3 separate regions of the Mus musculus genome follow, and all the other regions are linked to region 2. The links are chromatin contacts, called in public promoter capture Hi-C maps. All regions are on one chromosome and are shown on one strand. Each heading gives the region's core, a stretch centred on a gene start, on an enhancer-like site or on the middle of the called end of the contact. The rest is flanking DNA. Distances are from core to core; before and after follow the strand shown. Region 1 holds the start of Aox4 (aldehyde oxidase 4). Region 2 has its middle 6.2 kb from the start of Gm22371. Region 3 overlaps Aox2 (aldehyde oxidase 2).

What was found. Promoter capture Hi-C pulls out the DNA fragments that hold promoters and counts their contacts.
Region 1: a promoter capture Hi-C map of hippocampal neurons shows a contact between it and region 2, with 4 times the contacts expected there. The contact joins the promoter of Aox4 here to the enhancer-like site in region 2. A contact is called at or near these places in 15 of 39 promoter capture datasets (the 3T3-L1 cell line, 3T3-L1-derived adipocytes, the HPC-7 cell line and 8 more), 1 of 484 Hi-C or Micro-C datasets (cortical neurons), 1 of 115 datasets of contacts at active chromatin or transcription factors (large pre-B cells) and 1 of 9 other capture datasets (embryonic stem cells).
Region 3: a promoter capture Hi-C map of hippocampal neurons shows a contact between it and region 2, with 2.3 times the contacts expected there. The contact joins two enhancer-like sites. A contact is called at or near these places in 1 of 39 promoter capture datasets (hippocampal neurons), 2 of 115 datasets of contacts at active chromatin or transcription factors (the NIH/3T3 cell line and extraembryonic endoderm stem cells) and 1 of 9 other capture datasets (embryonic stem cells).

The regions. Positions count from the first base shown.
Region 1 is chr1:58,208,955-58,211,654 of GRCm38.p6, reverse strand. It overlaps Aox4 (aldehyde oxidase 4), which reads right to left and starts at 1,258. Exons shown (of 35, transcript NM_023631.2): 1 at 1,027-1,258. The coding sequence starts at 1,080.
Region 2 is chr1:57,427,209-57,429,908 of GRCm38.p6, reverse strand. No RefSeq gene overlaps it. Among named protein-coding and RNA genes, the nearest start is that of Gm22371, 6.2 kb to the right of the region's middle. Within about 2 kb of position 1,403, at least 80 of the 459 cell types and tissues checked have an H3K27ac peak or open chromatin away from gene starts, as enhancers often do. A contact at or near this core is called in cortical neurons, hippocampal neurons and neural stem cells, where this site is marked.
Region 3 is chr1:58,357,911-58,360,610 of GRCm38.p6, reverse strand. Aox2 (aldehyde oxidase 2) reads right to left here. Exons shown (of 36, transcript NM_001008419.2): 34 at 1,526-1,693. Among named protein-coding and RNA genes, the nearest start is that of Gm39644, 33 kb to the left of the region's middle. Within about 2 kb of position 1,265, at least 143 of the 459 cell types and tissues checked have an H3K27ac peak or open chromatin away from gene starts, as enhancers often do. A contact at or near this core is called in hippocampal neurons, where this site is marked.

The sequences.
Region 1 (2,700 bases), core at 9-2,508, 780 kb before region 2:
CTCACCAGCTCCAACGACGAGGAATCAGACAGAAGGATATTCATGCTGTGTTTTCTGGTTTTTTTTTTTTGGGGGGGGAGAACTTGGGAGAATTGAAAGGTACCCGTGTCCCCATCACTAGGACAAGCCCATGAAAGACCAGCACACTCTGGAAAGCCATGCACTGATAAAGTAAATTTTTTTTCACAGAGGAGCGCCCCAAGACCAGCTCAGTGTCACAGAAACAAAGCAAACAAAAGGGGTCTGCACCTCATACCACTGTTCTCAAATTCAGAATCCAGATGTGCAGGCACACAAACACCACATATGTCTCAAGGAGACACCCGCATCTCTGAGTGGGTATGTGAAAAGTAGGTGGGAAGATATGGGTTTGAGAGGCACAAAAAAAGACAAAGAGCCCCAACAGAAGCCACACCTTGGGGAGTCCGTGGGGTGATGGGCCCTAGTGGACACTGTGCTTCAGTCAAACTGAGCCCCTGGGTCTAAACAAATGAGCCGGTCGTGGCACCACACCATCTTCAGGCTTGCCCCGCCCCCCTTGACATTTTTATAATTTGTCCTAGAAATAAGGAGGCAGTCCTGTTCTGCCTCCAGGGTGATGGTCTGGCTGAGGGGTTGCTATCAATTGAGAGTCATGTGTGGTTGTTTTCTTCCTGTCTCTCTCCTGTTAAAGGGGCATTGGCCAACTGAGGTGGGGCACATTTCCAGGTGGGGTGCATTTCCAACAGGCGCAGAAGGAACGACCTGTCAGCCGCTCACCCCTGCAGCGTGCTGCTGGCCTTGTCGGAATTCACGCTTGCACCGCGCAGCAAATACCAGGTTCTTTTTCTTACTGTTTCCGATGAGAGAACGAAAAGCAAGCAGACATCCCACATTTGCATATTTGATGCCAAAAAGGGAGTTAACAATCCATGTTTAAGATTGTGCCACTGCTAAAAACTAGGAGATGTACCTCAGTGAAGAACAGTAAGCCTGACTTTTGCCCTCTGTGAACAAAGAGCCAGGTTAGTCACATCAGAAACTTACCTTTTTTCCATTCACAAAAAAAATCAGCTCGTCAGACTCGGAGACGGAAGGCATGGTGTCAATGGGGAGCCAGAAGCACAAATTTGAAACAAATGCCCTACCGACAAGGGTATCTGCTCCTCTATCTCATATAGCAGCACTGTAACTTGGGCACCTGCAGTCCCGGGGAAGCCAAATCGGCGGCACAGCCCAACACTGGTGATTTATAGTCAGCCCTGCCTGCCTAGCCCACAAAGGCTTGGCAGCAGCTCCAGCTTCTCTTTCTGGCACGAGTGAGTCAAGAATTCACGTGACGTTTTGAAGTCTAAAACTGGTTTGTTCATGTTGGGTTTAGACTCCGGGGTTCAATTATGAAAATCGAGTTTCAGGTGGATGATTACGAGTTACACGAACAAAACGAACCCGCCTGTAAATCGGTACCTTGCTGTCCACACCAGCGCGAGTGATTCCTGTCTCCCGTTTTTCTTGTATTTAATTACAAGGGAAGAGTCTTTCGTGAATGTGATGAAAGACAGCAAATGCATGTTTATTTTTTTTTTATTAATTCATTTTATGTGGTTAACTCATTTATGCTATTAGTTCATTTTGTGTGGGTATTTTGTACGCATGCCTGTGTTCCACGGGTGTGGCTGGTATTCACGGAGGCCAGTGAGGGCGTTAGATTCCCTGGAGCTGCAGTTACAGATGGTTGTGAGCAAACATGTGGGTGCTGGGAATCAAACCTGGGTCCTCTGGAAGGGCAGCCAGAGCTCTTAACTGCTGTGCCATCTCTCCAGCCTCCTCAACTGTGTCTTTAAGGCTTGACTATAACAACCAGCATGCACACTCTCTCTTCTTCATCTTTTCTCTGCTTACTTGTCTAGAACTCCTCACATTTGAGGATTTTAAGATTCTCATGCTCAGCAATACCCTAGGTACAAATGTACTTGAAACCACAACTATTCACTCAGGTTTGCTGTGGGCTGGAGGCTGTTCTTATGGACTGGGAATTATGGAGCACCTCAGGAGAGCATCATAGTCACCATCATCACCACTACCATCATCATCAGCATCATTATCATCACCACCACTACCATCATGACAATCATCCTCACTACCACTACAACCACCACCATCACCACCACCACCATTACTTTATAAATAAGAAAAATGAGACATCAAGATTTTAAGTGACTTGCCCAAAGAGCAGGGTTGCCTTGGAGCCTACAACTTTTTTTCTGAGATATAGCAGAATCCTGGTGGGGAGTGAGGCCAAGGAACAGTTTTGCCAATTTCTGAGGACCTTGGAGCCATCAAGAGAGGTGTCATGAGGCTCCTAATAGGGAGGGAAGGCATTTGGATTAGAGCAGGGGTGATGGGCTGCATTTCAGGATGCCCAAGGCTGCTATTGAGTATGGTGGGAGCAGATGTCCCAATGGGTGTGATGTTGGCTTATGAGAGAGGGGAGCTGCGCTGCAGAGACCAGCAGCTGCCTAGTGAGATTTTCAAGTTCCATCTGCACAGGTTAAGTTTGAGATGCTAACACACAGTCACACAGTCACACAGTCACACAGACAGACAGACAGACAGACACACACACACAGAGCAAATAGGGCTGTGATGGCTGTTGGATATTCAAGGCTGCATTGTCTTCCTTTTGTCTTGAGCAGAGCAGGTGCTCAAGTCTGGGGCCAG
Region 2 (2,700 bases), core at 154-2,653:
ATGGCAGGCATCCTAGACACTGAAGCTTTTGTTAGTAATGTGATCTGAATACGCCAAAATCTCACCCTGAGGTTAAAGTGTACTCTGCCAGGCGTCGCTGCAAACAGTTTCATACAGATATGGCACACATCTTTGGAAAAGATGGAAGGATAAGAGTAAAGTCACAGCTACTGAGTACAAAAAAGAAAAAAAAAATCTTTTGATCCTCTTTTTTCTAGAGACTGTTCTGGTAGCCTTGTCACTGGATGCTCTTGGTACTGGTTTTAAATTATGGACCTATTGACAGAGTGGTGAAGTCTGTAGATTTCTCATCATTAAAAAAAATGCTTTAAAGTAAATACACTTAAAACTAAATAAAACCGTCTATAACAACTCAAAGCAAGCCAGTGGTATCAAAAGGTAGGTATTAAAATGTCAAAACAAAACCAACAGATATGTGATATGGTTCTATGTGTACTTCTATATTAATGTGCTAAATAACAAGAGCTAGCAGCAGGTTCCACAGTTACTGCAGTTTTAAAGCAATGAAGAGTGTGAGCAGTGTTTCTAGCTGTCCCGAGTGGGAGCTGCAAATTATCTTTGACTTGCGTTCACAATTGAATCAAAACTCTCCATTTCAGCTGGAGATGGATAAAAACCAACACGGGGTTTGCCCCCATTCCAGTTCTCGGAATTCTATCTGCCAAGATTTGTGCCCCGTCCCAATTTAAAGGCTACACCATGTAAACCTCACAGGCACCCAGTTTTTGGTGGGGTTCTGCCAGACAGAGGAGTACCGACCATTATGTTAGCAAAGGCTGCCGCCTGCTGGCCAAAACATTCAGACTGTTCACTTAATTGGCTGTGTTAGAAAACAATGGGGCAAGCTATTAATTCACTGACTCGCATCTAGAAATGGAGCAGGAGGCTACTTGTCAACCCAGCCCCATGGCATCCAATCAGTGCAGATTTAAAAGCCCCCTTTGGCTTAGCTGGCAAGTGCTGATGGCTGGTACTGTTGGTCATTAGCAATGTGGGACAAGACGCCAGCATGGCAGGCTGTTTCTAGGGAGATTGCTCTGCTCAATTCTGATCTGTGAAAGTACAGATCGCTTAAAGGTTAGATTTCCCAGTGGGCTTGTCTGACCAAGGTGTTCAGGATCTACTTTCAGTGCTAAGGGCATGGGGCTATATGGAGAGGAAGGAAAAGGAATTCAGAGCGACCCGTGTGCCAGAAACCAGCTAAGTACTTTCACGTATGCGGCTGCATTTAATTTCTAAGAGAATCCTGTTACTGTTATGATGAGGACTGAAAACAGTCACTAAGGCTTAGAAAGGAAAGTTGGCACCATCACTCGGAACGCATGCACCGCTTGGGAGCTCGCTTGCTTCCCAGTCTCTGCTCTAGTGGGTAGGTAGGCAAAGATTCTCACAGCAGTGCCTACTCCTGTTTGCCCAGTGTTCTGCAGCCTAGATTTTACCAATGGCACAAACCCAGACAAGTTTGTAAATCATTCCATGCCCCCATTCCCCTGTCTGTAAAATGAAGATAATGATAACCCCTCTTTAAGGTGGAAGTCTTGTTGGAAATATTGAGTGTGAGTCCCTAGGGCACTGTAGGCAATAGATAAATGACAACTACTATTAGTATAAGACAATTTTGCTTCATAGTGTTGGGAAAAGTATAACCTCTATGTCACACAAAGGAACACACGAAGAGTAATTCAGCAAAGTAATTTCTTTTTTCTTCTTTCTTTCTTTTAAATGGTGTGCCAGAATTCCAACACAGCTAACCAACACATTCAGCCAGAATATTCTGGCTTCTGTCTTTTATCCCTGACATAGGTGGTGACTGTGTCTCGTCACATTGGTGGGCCCTGGGCTTCACTGAAGGGACTCTAGCCAGCTCTAGAATGTAGGGCATGGCTCTGGCAGGTCTTACCCTTCTCCCCCATTCCCTCTGCCTTGCTAAAAAAATAAAATAAAATAAAATAAAAATAAATTACATTCCTAAAGCTAGCCATCAAGGTTCGTTCTTTTGGCCACTTACTTCTGAGGCTGACTACCAAGGTCCAGCTATCAAAGTATTATAGTTCAGCAATCAGAGCCCTCTTTGGCTCACCTAATTAACATGTCCAATTAAAATTAACCACATCCTCCTAACTTGGGGTTCCCTCTTTACCTTTGTAATCTGCCATTTGTCCCCTCTTTAGCTAGAGGCGGACTTTTGTTCCCCTTGGACAAATGCCCCTCCCCTCGTGTTCCTTTCTCCTTTCTCCCTTGTCCCCTTCCTCTTCTTCCTCTACCTCCTGTCTTTGTCCCTTACCCCTGCCCTCTGTCCCTCCTTTGTTCTGAGAACTTGATCTTGGATGTTCTGGGCAGATACTTTTCCTTTCACGTGACAGTCAGGAACGATTGGTCAGTTGCTGTAAGGAGGAAGGAGATGGGGTTGAGGAAATGGGGGCTTTTGTTGGGGCTGACAAGCTTTGATAAATTAAGTGTTTCTCACATTAACAGTTACAACAGCAGCTAAGTGTTCAGATGAGTACTTAACATTTAGCACTGTCTGGACGTTTTGGTTGTCTCTATAGAGGTGTCTAATGGTCAAAGGCTAGAAAACTATTAAATATTCTACACTGCACAGGACAGCTCTTCCAGAAACCATCAGAAAAGAATTATGTATTGGGGGCTGGAGAGATGGCTCAGAGGTTAATGGCTGCT
Region 3 (2,700 bases), core at 16-2,515, 930 kb before region 2:
ACACATAAATAAATAAATATCAAATAGATAAGTAAGAAAATAAATTCTAAAAATGTAAGATGGAGATCAATCTAGGAAGATGCCCAGTGTCAGTATCAGGCCTGGCTTCTACACTCAAACACACATGAACACAAGTATACACACAAGAGCACGCACACATGTACCAAACACACATGCACATTCTCACAACAAACAGTCATTTCTGGTTGAAAGGATTATGGTTGATTTCAAGTTCCATCTTACTCTTTTTCTAAAGTGGACATGTCTTTCTCTCTCTTTCTTTCTTTCTCCCCTTTCTTTCTTTCTTTCTTTCTTTCTCCCCTTTCTTTCTTTCTTTCTTTCTTTCTTTCTTTCTTTCTTTCTTTCTTTCTTTCTTTCTTTCTTTCTTTCTTTCTTTCTTTCTCCCCTTTCTTTCTTTCTTTCTTTCTTTCTTTCTTTCTTTCTTTCTTTCTTTCTTTCTTTCTTTCTTTCTCTCTTTCTTATACAGTGTCTTATTATGTAGACCAGGCTATTCTGGGAACCACTGTGTAGACCAGGCTGGCCTTGAACTGACAAGCCTATCCACCCTTCCCCTCAAGTGCTCCATCAAGCATAGCATGTGTTACTTTTATAAAGACAAAATGTAAAACACTATTAAAATGAGCCTTACAATATTAAATATAGGCCCTACTATGAAGCGATATCTAGGAGCCATTGATGAATATTTTAGAAAGTTTGAGACTACTTTCACATTGAGAAAAGTGTCTGATTGATGGGCATTGCATAGTTAGTAGACAACTGGTGTCCACCAGGGTGTATTGACAAGGTCTCAGCAAGGAACTATCAGACTTGGCAGAAAATGCTGTCTCACCCCATGTGCCTCGGAGCCCAGCCGCCTGGCCTGAACTGTGAGTAAGAGCTAAGTGAGTCACTCCTTCCCACTGTATGTGACAGCTCTGCCAAACAACGCGCTGGCTAAAAACAGTCTGAATCTGGGGAAATGCAGGAGGCCATTTTCCAGCAGTCAGGCTGTGAGGAGGCTGAGAAGGAGGCTCGGATGAGCAGTGAAATTTCCGAGGCGCTCTTTATTACGTGCGTTTACTTTCCTTGCTCTGCGTCCACTCCAGAAAAGGATGCCTACCCTGTAAAATGGGACCCAGAGCACTGTTTTGAAGGTCACATGTGCTTAAGCTTTTGAGTAAGAGACAAGGTGATCTTACAGTGGCCCTGTGATGAGCAAGACCAGGAGAGTGCTATGCAGGAGCCCTGAGTTGAGAGGTGTCTGGTTCCTGCCTCTGTCCGTGGAGGAGGCACTGGTTGGAGGCAGATGACTGTCCTCATTGCTGTGTTCAGGAGACTAGGATGAATGTCTGAGCCACTACAGGACAATTCAGCCTCAGTCTCCCAGCTGCCAGGATTGCAAGCATTTACTACCACGCCCTATCACTTTATAGCTTGATTAGACACAGGTTAGGTCACAAACTGACACAGAAGCCAAGGGAGCAGGAAGTTGCAGTGAGCTTGCAGGAACAGAGCAGCTCCCTACCATGTCCGTGAACCGATCTGCACAGGCCATCCGCACCCACTCTGGGGTTGCTGGGCTCTTCACTGTGAAGTCCTCCGCTATGTCTCTTTGTCTCCGTGCCGCAGCCACCGCATCAACAATGGCAAAAAACACAGATGACCCTAGGAACATCCCAGACTCCCCGAGGCCCTGCAAGAAAACACATTTGTCTATTTTATTGGCCTTTTGAGACAGGGTCTCACTTTGTGGCTCTGGCTGGTCTGAAACTCACTATGTAGATCAGAATGAATTCACAGAGGTCACCTGCCTCTACAGTGCATTTGTTTTAAAAGCTTCTATAGTAGACAACAAGCTACTTTGGGACAGGGCGTCATCTTGTTCAGCACTGTATCCGCCTGCCTCTGCCTCCCAAGTGCTGGGATTAAAGGCGCCACCACCGCCTGGCTTTATAAATCACTTCTTAAATGGGAACTTTCTACATCTTCAGTTCTGTCTGGGTTAAGTATTTGTTCTATGGGAAGGGATGCACACTTGCTTACATGTACGTGCAGTCCATGTGTTTCTGTGGGGTAAGAGAAGGGCACCATTATTAGAACAGTCAATGGATTGACCTTGCCAGCTTCATAAGCAGAGGGGGAAATAGTTCCTCATTATGCCCCTGGGGCTAAGGGAAGCAGCATACTTGCCTGAGCTTTTCATTGTTGGGGGGAAACAACAGAATCACCAGCCATTTGGGAAGAGCTTATTTGGCTTACAGATCCTGATTATGAAGAAGAGTCAGGGCAGGAGCTCAAAGCAGAAACCAATGCAGAGGCCATCGAGGGATGCTGCTTACTGGCTTGCACAGCCTGCTTTCTTATAGAACCCAGGACCACTTGCCCAGGGTGGGACTGACCACAGTGGCTCCCCCACCCCCCATCAAATCCTGAGTCAAGAAAATGCCCCCACAAACTCACCTACCAGCCAGTCTGATAGAAACATTCTCTCAGTTGAAGTTCCTCTTCCCAGAGGACCCTGGCTTGTGTTAGCGGATAACATACTAACAAGTACAGTAGTGTATACTATACTATAGTACAGTAGTATATACTAACCCATAGTACAGTAGTGTATAATATACTATAGTACAGTAGTATATACTAACCCATAGTACAGTAGTGTATACTCTACTACAGTACAGTAGTATATACTAACCTATA